2 separate regions of the Mus musculus genome follow, and region 2 is linked to region 1. Evidence: chromatin contacts called from public promoter capture Hi-C data. All regions are on one chromosome and are shown on one strand. The core of a region is the stretch at or near the end of the contact, and the rest is flanking DNA. Distances in the headings are between cores, read along the strand shown.

Region 1 (6,265 bases), core at 2,684-5,183:
GAAGCAACCCAAGCAGCTTTTGAACCATAGTCTTTGAAATATAGTCCCTTGGGTCAAAATTGTTTGTTTTAGCTCCAAACAAAATGCAAACTCTAAGCAGTAGATTCTTCCCCTAGAGGAATGAATTAGCAATTCTGAAACTATTTTCTGTATAGTCTAAGACTGACAAAATAAGTAAATATTCTTTGAGCAATGGGAGTGTATCTCTCAGTCCCAGAGAGGGGACTACAGACATAGGGAGGGGACAGACAGAACGAGCCCGGGATACCAGATCAGAGCTGGACATGTCAGCAGGAGGGCATAACTAGAGAAGAAGAAGTAGAAACAGGAAAGATACAGACATAAATGGGCAAAAGTAAGCACACACACACACACACTTTCCCTGCATTCCCTGTCGACTAAGACGACCTAGAATCAGTGAGCACAAGCACAGACCAGACAACAGGTCCTCAGTATCACTGTCTCCTAAAAGGAACAAGGACTGGCTCTAAAAATAGGATTTTAAACAACAACTTAGTTATTTCACTTATTTGAAATCAAATTGTTTTTTTAAGTTTCAGCATTTTTTGTAATTTGGGACTCTACATATACATAGTGAGGTGTCTTAGGGATGGAACACAACTCTAAATATGAAACACACACATAACAGAATATCGCTATAAAAAAAAAGGATTTCCACAATGTGGGCATGTTTTCTATGTTGCCTAACATAATAGCTACTAGCCACATATGAAAAACACCTAGAATGTAGCCACCGAGAAAAGAACTTTCAGTTCTATATATAATGTATTTAATTTTAGGTGGAGAGCTACCTGTGGCTGAGGACTATTTTAGACAACACAGCATTAGACTACAAATACACAGAGGATAAGGATTTCCATCTGTTGGATGACTAAGTGAACAAACAAAGGCATTACTAAATGAGTACTTAAATGAATATTATAAAGGGTGTGTTTGGATCAATATAAGACACAATTTGCTGACTAGAGAGATGGCTCAGTAGTTAAGAGCACTGGCTGCTCTTCCCTGAATCTAAATGGTGGCCCACAACTGTCCATTTCCTGAGGATCTGACCCCTCCTTAGGTACTATGCACACTCATGAAGTGTAAATATACATACATGCCTACAAAATACCCACACACATAAAATTTTTTTAAAAATCTCTAAAAAAGACAACTTGGAAAAAGTATGTTAGGACCACTTTATTGATGGTCTTAAAAGCAACTGAAAAGTTGGAGCTTTCGCTGATAAGCAGTGAAAACTGTCTTCATCCACAAAGACCGCTTTCTACTTCTCAAAATTGCTAAGGTTCACAAGGAACTTTCAGACATATGAACTACACACTGGTATTTACCACATTTGAAATAAAACAAATTTCCATTAAGTATCTACATACTTTTTTAAAGACATAGTCTTATATATCCCAGCCTGGTCCCACACTTCCTTTACAGCTTCAAACATCCTTGAATTTCAGATCCTCCTGTCTCCACCTCCCCAGAGAACTATAGGCTTGTGTGCTAGGCCCAGCCTGGGGTCTTTTTTATTTATATTATAATTCATTATTTATTTTATGATTCTACTTAAAACCTCACTAGACAATGATACATCTAATGCAAAGTTGTTTCTTGAATTTTATTGTTGTGTATGTGTGTTTATCTGTGTCTGTGTACAAACATGGACATGCAGGTGCCTTGGAGGACAGACGGTATCAGATCCCTGCAGCCGGAGTTACAGGTGATTATATGCCACGTGATGTAGGTGCTAGGAACTAAACTCAGTTTCGCTAGAAGAGCAGCCCACACTCTTAACTACTGAGCCATTTCTTCAGGCCACAAAATACATTTTTAATAGAAATGTCTGCAAACCATAGCAGACAACAACTAACTATGCTTCCATGTTTATGTCTGCAGCCTGTCACGTGGTCTTGCTTTGGCTAATGTCTCTGAAGATAATATGACTGTCTACAATTGGAAAATGTGTTTTAGTGGTTTTTTTCATATAACTGGAGAAATGTTCACTTGAAAATATACCAACCCATAAGAAGCGCTAAATTTTAAAAAGAAGTTACCATACAAACTCGGCAGAGAAATGAATTTCTTTTGTTCTACTATTTTAAAATCTTCTATTCTACTTTGTATTCCAAAAAAAAAGATCTTTACCAATATGTTTTACAGTTCACACACCAATCATGTGAAAGATTAGCCATGCAGAGCTTCCTAATGTTCACAGGTCAATTATTACCAGTCTCATCAGAAATGTTTTTCAGTGTGAGTTTTCCAAATGATCACTTTTGTTTCAATATTTAAATGTTATTAGTAGCAATGACAGTTTTTCACTTGTTTCTTAAGAGGCAGGGGGAGAAATGTCTCTAGACATCAAAGTCTAAACAACCAGATTGCTTGCTAGCTATTTGTTTCCATATTAAAGCAGTATTATATAATACACAACTCACACAACAACAAAGGTGCCCTCAGAAACGTAAGAATGCCCACCTGCCTCGCAGACCCTGGGGGAGCTGAGCCAGCTGGGGACACATAGTTCCAGGTTCCTGAGTAGGGTGTTCTGTGTTACTTCATCTTCCCAGTCTCAATTTTATCTCGTCTAACGTGGGCAGGAGAGCTTCATTTTCACAGCCTCCATGGAAAAGTCTAGCACACAGGAAAACTAGCAAATTACAAGAATAAAAATCAATCGGCAGAGTCTCCCGTTCTTTACAAGTATTGCCTTTAAAGCTTACACTTGAGTGAATTCTCACTGCAAAACAACACAGACACGGTTTGCCATCTATTAATTACAACCTAACAGTCTACTCTGTGAACTCGATACTTGCATCAGCCTACCTAGCACTGTCAAGATCTCCAAGTGGATACACAAGCAAGAAAACTTTTAAACACAGTTTGCTTTTGAACTATGGCATTTACGTAGTAAAGAAAAGAAGAAAAGCTAGCTACCATTCCTAGACTGCAGGTAGACTTAATTTGCCCCTGCTGTTAGTGGACAAAGACACAGCAGGGGGCTGAAAGTCTGTAACAGAGATGCCCAAGTCAGCAGCTTTTCTAGTCACCAGAGTTGGTCCCTAGAGAGTCATGATTCTACAAGAGAAGTGCAGTTCAGAACCCTGTCTACCTGAAGGAGGAGCAGAGCTGGGAGACACGGATAGGAGCAATCCTTAGGGAGGTAAAATGTGACTCTCTAAGCTGTCTTGTAACCAGTGGGGCTATGCTCATAGCCTGACCTGCCAAAAACAACATTAAAGTCCTTTTGACCACAGTTGTAAAGACTCTAGTTTTATGTTTCAACCGAAAATAACGATTAACAAATTTAAAGCCAACGGTAATTCAGAGTACAATAAAAGTATGTTTATATAATGATTCAATAAATGATGTTTCTATGGCAGAAGAAATAGTGCCTCCCTGCTTCTTTACGGCATGCATGGGAAGGGCAGCACCCCCTCAGAGGAAGGCGGTCTAGATTGTTAGAGGATTGTGATGGCTAGGTGTTTTTTCTTTCTTTTCTTTTTGGAGATAGAGTCTCTCTATGTAGCCCTAGCTATCCTGGAACTTGCTATGTAGACCACCGGACAGCCTTGAACTCACAGAGATCTGCTCATCTCTGCCTCCAAAGCAGAAATTAAAGGCTTGTGCCACTGGGGCCAGCTCGTTTTTAACCATCAACTTTCCACAACCTAGAGTCATCTAAGAGCCTCAACTGAGGAACTGTGTAAATCAGGTTGGCTAGCGACATGTCTGGGGTGGACGCCTGGATTGTTCACCGATACAAGAGGACCCAGCCTGATGTGGGCAGCACCATTTCCCAGGCTGGGCTTGAACTGTATTACAGAGAGAAAGCTAGCTGAGCACAGGCAGGCCGGCAGCAGTAAGGATGTGTGCACTCTCCCTGATGTGCTGTGACTAGCAGTTTGAGTTCCTCGCCTTGGCTTCCCTCCAGTGGTGCTTATAACCCAGAATATAAGCCAAGCAAGCACTCTGCTCCCCTGTGTATCTTTTGGTCACAATATTTTATCACAGCAACAGAAATGAAACTAGAACAGGATGTTTCCAGCCGCAAGTAAATAAAGCCCGAGCTGAGGGGACTTGAACACCACCTCTGAAGCTTTTATGCATCCAAAGACTCTGATTTAGTAGGACAAAGGGAGGGCCTGAAATTCCAACAGGCAAAGGGGATGCTTCTGCCAGTCTATAGACCACAATGTCAATCCCAAGAACTGAACCACAAGAAAATACACAGATCAATGTAAATATAGGGGCTGGACACATGGCTCAGAGGTTAAGAGCACTTACTCCGTTATGAGAGGGCCGGAGTTCAGATTCCAGCACCCACATCAGGCAGTTCACAAATGCCTGAAATCCCAATACAATGTCCCCTACAGGCCCCTAGAGGCACCAGCATACACACACACACACACACACACACAGATAGATGATAGATAGATAGATAGATAGATAGATAGATAGATAATTCTTTTAAATTTTCTTTTAAAAATGTATATGCAAAACCAGAAATAAGACTTTTCACTAAGGTCAGCAAGGATTTAGTGGTCACATACCCTTAGACATGTTCTAGGAAAGAAAGTAGTGTTCATCAGATTTCAGTCAAGAACGAGAAAAATTACCAGAAGCTTTAAAAAATTTCTCGCACCCTGGAATTAGATCATCAGCTCCTGAGTGAACTGTTGGTCGGTAAGAGCAGCAAGGTGATCTTTGGACAAATCAGCTCAACGTGAACATGGGATAAGCTTCCCTGACACAAGCTGGAAAGTGCACAAAAGACAAAGGACAAAGAAGAACAAGTCACGAGTCCGTTAACAAGGAGCACAGAACAGATGCTGCACAAGGCACTTGCCAGACATTTGCAGAGATAAACACCGGTTCGGGCTAATTAAAAATCGCAGAGTACTCTATAAACATAAATGTTAAATATTTATTTTTAAATAACCACACTGAGTTATTACTAGATGGCAACCTTACTCAGTCTTCACAGAAAGAAAGCCTATTACAGCCTTCAAATATGACACTAGAAATCATTCATAACTATTACTTACAAGTTGTTTTTTAGAAATATTAATACTAGTCATAAAACACTTCAAAACTGAATAAAATTCATTAAGTACATTCTCTAAGTTTAGGAAAGTCTAATCCATCATTCAAGTAACTAAAGCTAAAACCAGCCCATACTAGTCTATTGCCATCTTAAAAAAAAAAAATCTGAGGCAAGGTATCTTTTTAAAGAAAATAAATAGTTCCAAGAATGATGGCTCATGACTCTAATTCCAGACATCAGGATCCAGGGGCAGGAAGACTGCCACAAACCTGAAGACAGCTTAGCCTACATAGTGAGTTCTAGGCCAGCCAGGGCTACACAGTGAAACCTGCCTCAAAAACAGAATGAAAAAGAGTGGGGGAGAAGGCTCAGAGGTGAGAGCACTTGTTCTTCCAGGAGACCCGAGTTCAGGTCCCGGGACTGGGGCAGCTCATATTCCCTGTGACCTAAAGATGGTCTAGCACCCTCTTCTGACCTCCACAGAAAGAAGCAAAGAAAGGAAGAGAAGAAAGAAGATGTTGTTGGCTCACAGAACTAGACATGCAAGGGCATCATATCAGCAGCTGCTCAGCGCTGAGCCTTGGTGAAGCTTTACAGCAGATGTTACCACAGTGCAGGTGTATGTGAGAGGCAGAGATCACACGGCCGGCCAAGATGTCAGAGAACAAGGCAGAGGCTCGTCTTACTCTTACAACTCACTCTTCAGATGATCACTTCAAAGGACACACTCCCACCGATCTCAGGATCTCCCTTAGACCTACCTCTTACAAATTCCTACCATTGTAACGACACTAAACGGGGACCAAGCTGCCACCTCATGAAGCCTAGTGGTACAATCATATCCAAACCATAACATAACCACTAATTCAAATTTAAACAGTAATAAAACTACCAATTAATGCTATGGTGTTTCAGAATCTAAAACTTAGAATCTAGAGAGATGGCTCAGTGGTTAAAAGAATGGACTGCTTTTACAAAGGACCAGGCTTGGTTCCCAGCATCCACATCAGGTAGCTCACAACCACCTCTAACTTTCAGTCTCAACACCCTCTTCTGGCCTCCACAGCAGCCTGCAGACCCATGATGCACATAAACCTATGGCGGAACACTCACATGCACATAATATTTTTACTCATTTAAAACAATAATATGTAAACATATCTTCTTATAAAATTATATATGAATATAATTCCTAAACTGAAA
Region 2 (6,265 bases), core at 2,386-4,885, 1.2 Mb before region 1:
TCATGTGTTTAGACAGGAAATGGCTGTCTTAATTGTGTGTGTCCCTACTGAAAACTCCCAAAATAGTTTTGTTTTGTTTTCAAATAATGTAAAGTGAAATTCCATGTAAGACTCTGGCCTCTTACTCAAGCCTGTTAAGAGAATTAGCATATAGAAACCAGAACCAATCAACCACACACTCCAGCCCTGGTTACTCTGCATCCTGCATCAACTGGAATCCTCTGTTAGCACAGGATCAGTGTGGATCCAAGGGGATATTTCCAAATATGCTCACTGCCTTGCCCAGCAAGGCAAAGAGTCAACCCTCGACGATGCTTGGTAAAGCTGCCAGAGGAATGGAGTCAGCTTCTCCCTTGAATCCAGATTCCATGACCAAAAAACTTCACATCAGAGTCTGTGACACACAGGCTGAGAGTAGGGCCTCTCTGGGAAACTTGGCCATAGGGTTGCCATGCCGACATCCCACAATGCCAAACAAGCTCCCCATGGTCCAGAAGCAACTTGGCTGGCTTTGAACAGGCCAGACAACACAGTGAGGGCAGAGCTGCCTCCAAGACCAGATGCTCACAGGGACCCTCCCTTTCTGGTTTAGCTCTCTGGTTCCCTGGGGTAGTAATGACTGTCTGAATTTGCTCAGCCTCTGACAACAGGGCTGGCCACCTCATTCTCTAAGAATCTGAAGTTATGGCCCAACTCAACAGTCATGTTTGAAAATGGCTGACAGTGAGGAGTTATCAAAAGTTTTAGAGAGAAGTCAACACCGGCACCTGCCCCCTTTTTATGTTGAACAAAGGGTCCACCTCCTGAAGGTGCCAAAGCACGTGTCACCTCACCTTTCTACCGAGGCCAGGCTAGAGCTGTGGGTAAGGGCATCTGAAGCTGGACCTGTTCACTGCTCCCAGTGAGCAGAATCCCTTTGCACTCCTTTATCAAGGAGGTACTTCTTAAGTCTTGCCGTGTGTACCAATGTGGGAATGCGGAAAGCATCCAGCACGGTCCCTGCATGCACAGCTTATCTGCAGCTGAGAGCAACATGGAAGTGAATTTCTCAAGATAGGAACACAATGCAAAGCAACATCGAGGGCAGCCTGCAGTCAGGCCAGCAGCAGAGCCATCCCAGGCTACAAGTGGTAAGGCAAGACTCTGCCACTCAACTCCCTGAGACTTCCATCCTTGCCTTTCTTTCTGGCTCCCAGCTTCCAGTCTCAGCAGCTTACCAGCAATAAAGTCAGCATCTGCAGGAATGGGGGGGGGGGGGGAGGGCAGGGAAGTGTTCACTAGTGCCACACCCCCCCCAACTTCTAAATCTCATCCCGTATCCCACCAAGAGTCCCCAGTATACGTACACACACCATTCTGAGACTCTCATCTGAGAGGCACAGAAGATAGGTGTCCTAACCAAAGTCAGGGTTCAGGTTTCTGGACCAGACTACAGAAGCCTGTCTGTGGTCTCTGCCCTCTTTTCCCACCTACCAACTCCTAGCATCTTCCTCTTCTAGATGAAGGCCACCTCCCAGCAGGTCATCAGAGAGAGAGAGATGGGGAGCCCGATCATCTGACCTCAGTTCCATCATGCTGGCCTTAGGCTCTGGTCCCTGAGACCGGGACTGGACTGATCCAGGACTAAGAATAGGGTAGCTGGGGCACACATCGTGGGAACTCACTGGAGTCTAGAACCACCAATGTTTGTGTTTTTCTTCCTCTGACCTGTCCGTCCACATAGATCTCAGCACCCTAGAGTGTACAGGTTTTTTTTTTTTATTTTAGCTCCGTATGTTCAGACACTGACAAGTTTTTGAAAGCCATGTCCTAGGTACAGCACAGTGGCCCTCCTAAGCATGTTTGCAGCGATGCACCACAACTTGGAATCTAGGTTAAAACACAAACCTTAGGGCCTAAGGTCTCCTCTCATCAGGCCCAGAAACTGATACCATTGTAGAGTTTTTACTTCTTTACAAACAGGTGATGTGAGGGAATACGGGAAGGATGGGGCTAAGTGAGGGTACCTAGAGAACCATCCTCATATTCTTGGATTTCACTACAAATTCCCTGCATTCTACAGGATACAGGTATCCGCACTCCTGACCTTGCACCTCACCTACTGGAGGAGCTCCAGTCCCCTTTTCCCGCGGGTTCAGATCTTTCCGGGCAAGAATCACACCCTCCCCTACTACACACACACACACACACACACACACACACACACACACACACCTCCCTGGTTCTTTGCTCTTCTTTCTGGTCCTGGTGGACTTCTCAAGCTGTCTCTGACCAACAGTAGTGTGTCCCAAGAGGTTACCTGCCCCCGTCGGAAGAACGTTCCCATCTTAGCGTTCTCTCAAAGGGTCCCCTAGTCTCCTTCCTCAACAGGTGCTGGGCCTGGCCACACGAAGCCATCACCAGCTGACCAGACGAAAGTGTAGACAGGACGCCCCCTACAGGCTCAGCTTGCCCCCACCAGGTTCTACTGTGCAGCTTAATCCGCCCCCCAACCCCTCGCCCCAGCTCCGCGGGAGCTCTCGGAGTACTAACACCGCTTTTGTTTCTCCTACTCGCTCAGATGTCTGGAGGGTGATCTCATGAGAGGGAACTGCCCAGCCCAACGAACACACAGTCCCCTTCAACTGCAGACCCTAGGGTTGGAGGCAAAGAGCGCTTATGAGTCAAGCCTTCTCCCCGCCCCTGGGGAGCCAGAAAACACCTCCGGGGAAGGTAGGGGTGGAAGCTGAAAAAATTGGTCCAAGTTGATCTTGGATGTGAAGGCGCTAAGCCAAGGGCAGCGCTCAGCGACCCTTCCCTTACCCACGCCGCCGCCCGGCGTCTTTTACCCCAGAGGCTGGAGACCCGGTGCGCACCACCACCTACGCGCTCTTGCTGAGCTCTGCTCCCACCACCCGCTCGCTGCACTCCAGGGCCAGCCGCCTTCTGGGGATGGCGAGACGCCCGCAGCCCCCTAGTCCCCAGCCCCGGTTGCGCGGGGCCGCGAAAGCCGCCACGTTCTCAGTCGCGCGCGCACGCCGGGCCCACCAAACTTGCAGCACTTTCTCCCTGCCCCCACATGCTGTCACCCTCCCTGCATCCAAGCACCCTGGCCCCTCCGGGCCCCGCACAGGTTGCCATAACAACGAGCAGGAATTCTCCAATATATACAAAGCCCGAACGGTGCTCGGGGCACGCAGCCCCCGGTCGGGCCCCGCGAACCTCGGCTAACAGCGGGGGGCAGGACGCGCGCCGAGGATCCCCGGCCCGCCGCTCACCCGGTGCGCAGAGCGTACTCACAATGAGCGGAATGGTGCGGTCCTCGCGGAGCTGCTCTGGTCTCCCGCCGGCCCTCTGCGCGCCGCGGCCGCTGGAGGATGCTGCATGGGCTCGGTTGTCCTGCCATAAGTAGTAGAAAGTGCCCAGGATCCAGGCTACGGTCAGGATGGCGATGGCATTGGCGCGGATCTTCCTCATGGTGGGCGGACGGGCGCTCCGCGTGGGGCCCGAGGCCGGCGTGCTCTCGGAGCCCGAGCAGGGGAGCTTGCTGCCCCAGCCGTTTGTTGTCGCTTGCGCCGGGCTGCTCAGTCCTGCAGAGCAGAAAAAAGAGAGAGGTGGTGGTGGTGGTTGGGGAGGGGGGGGGGGTGTGATAGGAAGAGACAGGAGCGCAGAGCGATCCTCACGGTCCTAATGCCCTTCAGCCCCGAGCGCGCGCGGCCCCGGGCGCTCATTCATTCGCGCGCCTAGCTGGCTCTGTGCTCCAGACGCCGCGGGCAGCCGGGGCCGCTGCGCACCCGCTAAAGAGCGCGCCCGCTGGGAAGTGGCGCGGGCCTTCCTCCCGCATCCCGGGTCTCAGCGAGACAGACGCGGGGTGGAATGGCGATGAACCAGAGCTGGTCTCTGCTCTCTCAACGCTCGGCTATCTCTCGCCCGTCCCCTGCCCCCGCGTGGCCCTGGTCTGTCTCTCCACCCACACCTAACCCACCGCCGAGCGGACCTGAGTCACCAGCGAAGACGCGCGACCCCTGGCCTTGGCCCGAGTCGCCTAGCTGCAGTTCCCGGCAGCGCTGAGAACTGAGCTCTGGCGCAGGGTTCAACCTGTGTTCAGAGAGTCCTTCGGAGGGGGCAAGGCTAGCGAGTAGGCAGTCTTGACTTTGCACCGGAATCCTTCTCGGAGACCCAGGATTCCATCCGCCTCGGTGGCCCGAGGGGGTGGGGAGTTGGAAGCTGATGCACTTGACACTCTGGAGAGCGAGGTGAAGCTGCGCTGCGGTACAACCAATGCAAGCACAGGGATGCGATCGCTGGACATCTTTCATTACCCTGGGGCTCCTAGCTTTCTCTTAGTTCCTATCCACACCGGCATCGCGGCTCCCTGAACTGTCCTGAGGCGTCATCACCGTTCCGTGAGAGTGAAGGGAGGCCATAGAGGCCAGGCCACAGGGTTCGATTAGTGGACAGAACCCTGTCTAAGAGCCCTCTGACACTTTTCTGACAAAGTGCAAAATAAGGTGGTGAGAGACAGGATAGACATCATTGAGATTCTGATTCTGCGGAGGCCCTGAAGTCGATGAGAGGTGAGAAGCAGGTGTGAATAATTCAGGCTCCAGGCAGAAGACAAGGCGGGCTAGGGCCTGTCAGGCAAAGGAAGACACACACTCGGAGCTCTGAGATACCAAAGTAGATGCTGCGGAGGAAGAAATAATTTATTGCAAACTGGTCTTCAGTAACGAACTACAGAAATGATTCCTGAAAGTATAGTCTTGCAAAGTGGTCTTTAGGAAGGCTTCCCAGAGAAAGTGGATAAATCTGGAGAATAGGAGGGTAATCCCAAAAAGGAAGAGAAGAATAAGGAAAGGGCAGGGACAGCCAAGGCCCTCAGGATAATATCTCATGAGAGCATGCTGGATACTGGCAAAGACCTGGTGTGAGTTGAGACTGGCCAGACTGGGCAAGTCTAGATACTGGAGGATCTTAAATGCCAGGAGCAGAGTGGACAGGGTGGTGCTTTTTGGATGATGTCAGGTAGGTTGACTCTTCGGAAAATCCAAGACAGGTCAGGCTTGCGAATGAAGCCATCTGGGGAATAAGGTAAATATTGAGATCATAGCAGCATGTCCTGCCTCCCATATCAGCATCAGCTTCCGTATCAGCATCAGCATCACCCAGAGACACACAAGTGAAATGAGAGGGTGTTTGTCAGTAGTTCCAGAAACCTAAGACAAGCTTGATATATTTCTACTGAAGTGAAAAAGAAAATGACCAGTGTTTTGTTTAGAGGAGAAAGAAGAGGAGGAGGAGACGCTGGAATGTATCGGAGTTTCCACTAGCATTACCACTTACTCCTCTGGACTCACAGGACGAAGGGACAGAGAAGGCTGCCCCTGCACCAGTACCACCACAGAAGCCTTTCTAGGATGACCAGTCCTCCCTCAGGTGGGCACTTCCCTGGACTTGGAGGTAGTGATTTTATGTGACAGGGAGTTGACATAAAGGTTGACTGTGTCCCCCTCACCATGAGCACTCTAGACAGGGAGGGGGCTCGAGCTGCCTGCCACCTCAGCTTCAGCTTCTAATCTTCCTTCCAGGATCAAGTCCAGAATGGCTCAGAAGTGAACCCAGCCTTCCCTGGGGTTTCCTTGCTGGTGTTGGGAGGAGATCCAAGCAGCATAGACTTAAAGCCACCCTAAGAGACTTGCATGTTCCTAATGGTCCCTGAACTCTGAAAACACCAAGAGTAACCATGCCAGCCACAGGTTATTTGAGGCTTCCGGGTGGCGCCCTGTGCCAGCCCTCCATATATGCCCTGCAGAGCTCCCACCCTGAGATGAGCTATGCGAATCCTCACACTGGCAGATGAGGACACTCAGCCCTCAGGAGGCCGGCAGGTGCCAGCATCCAGCGACCAGTACAGGGCTGTTTGTGCAGGGTCCTCATTTCCACCCTCAAATCTGTTTTCTCCTGGGTAAAGGGGGGGGGGGTATGAAGGGATGGGTCTAAGAGTCATTTCCAGCTTCTAGTACCTTAGACATCTTGCGCCGTTTGGCACTCCTCTCAGACACAGTTCACCTCTTTCTTCTACAGATGTCAAAGACAGTACTGAGTGAGCTGAACAGAATGTCACCACCAAGGGTTCACAAGGATCTTGGAGCCCTCTCTGACTATGCATCTGGGTGAGGACTGGGATGGGTGGGCAACAGAGGGGGTCCAGATCAGCATACGCCCTTGCCACTGGGGCAGGGACAGGTAAATTCCATGTTAACTCTTACCTATGAGGTGGCTCCGG

The links. Promoter capture Hi-C pulls out the DNA fragments that hold promoters and counts their contacts.
Region 2: a promoter capture Hi-C map of liver shows a contact between it and region 1, with 5 times the contacts expected there. The contact joins the promoter of Galnt16 here to the enhancer-like site in region 1. A contact is called at or near these places in 11 of 39 promoter capture datasets (the C10 cell line, the SN4741 cell line, cranial neural crest and 7 more), 3 of 115 datasets of contacts at active chromatin or transcription factors (embryonic forebrain, embryonic hindbrain and stem cell-derived neural progenitor cells) and 1 of 9 other capture datasets (liver).

The regions. Positions count from the first base shown.
Region 1 is chr12:79,338,394-79,344,658 of GRCm38.p6, reverse strand. All of the region lies in intron 7 of Rad51b (RAD51 paralog B), which reads right to left. Among named protein-coding and RNA genes, the nearest start is that of Rad51b, 44 kb to the right of the region's middle. Within about 2 kb of position 3,933, at least 19 of the 459 cell types and tissues checked have an H3K27ac peak or open chromatin away from gene starts, as enhancers often do.
Region 2 is chr12:80,516,360-80,522,624 of GRCm38.p6, reverse strand. Galnt16 (polypeptide N-acetylgalactosaminyltransferase 16) reads right to left here and starts at 3,635. Exons shown (of 15, transcript NM_001081421.2): 1 at 3,280-3,635. The coding sequence starts at 3,456. It overlaps Gm26777 (a long non-coding RNA gene), which reads left to right and starts at 4,412. Exons shown (of 5, transcript XR_381753.4): 1 at 4,412-5,415; 2 at 6,064-6,152. It overlaps 2310002D06Rik (RIKEN cDNA 2310002D06 gene), which reads right to left. Exons shown (of 3, transcript NR_045490.1): 2 at 6,249-6,265; 3 at 4,671-5,058.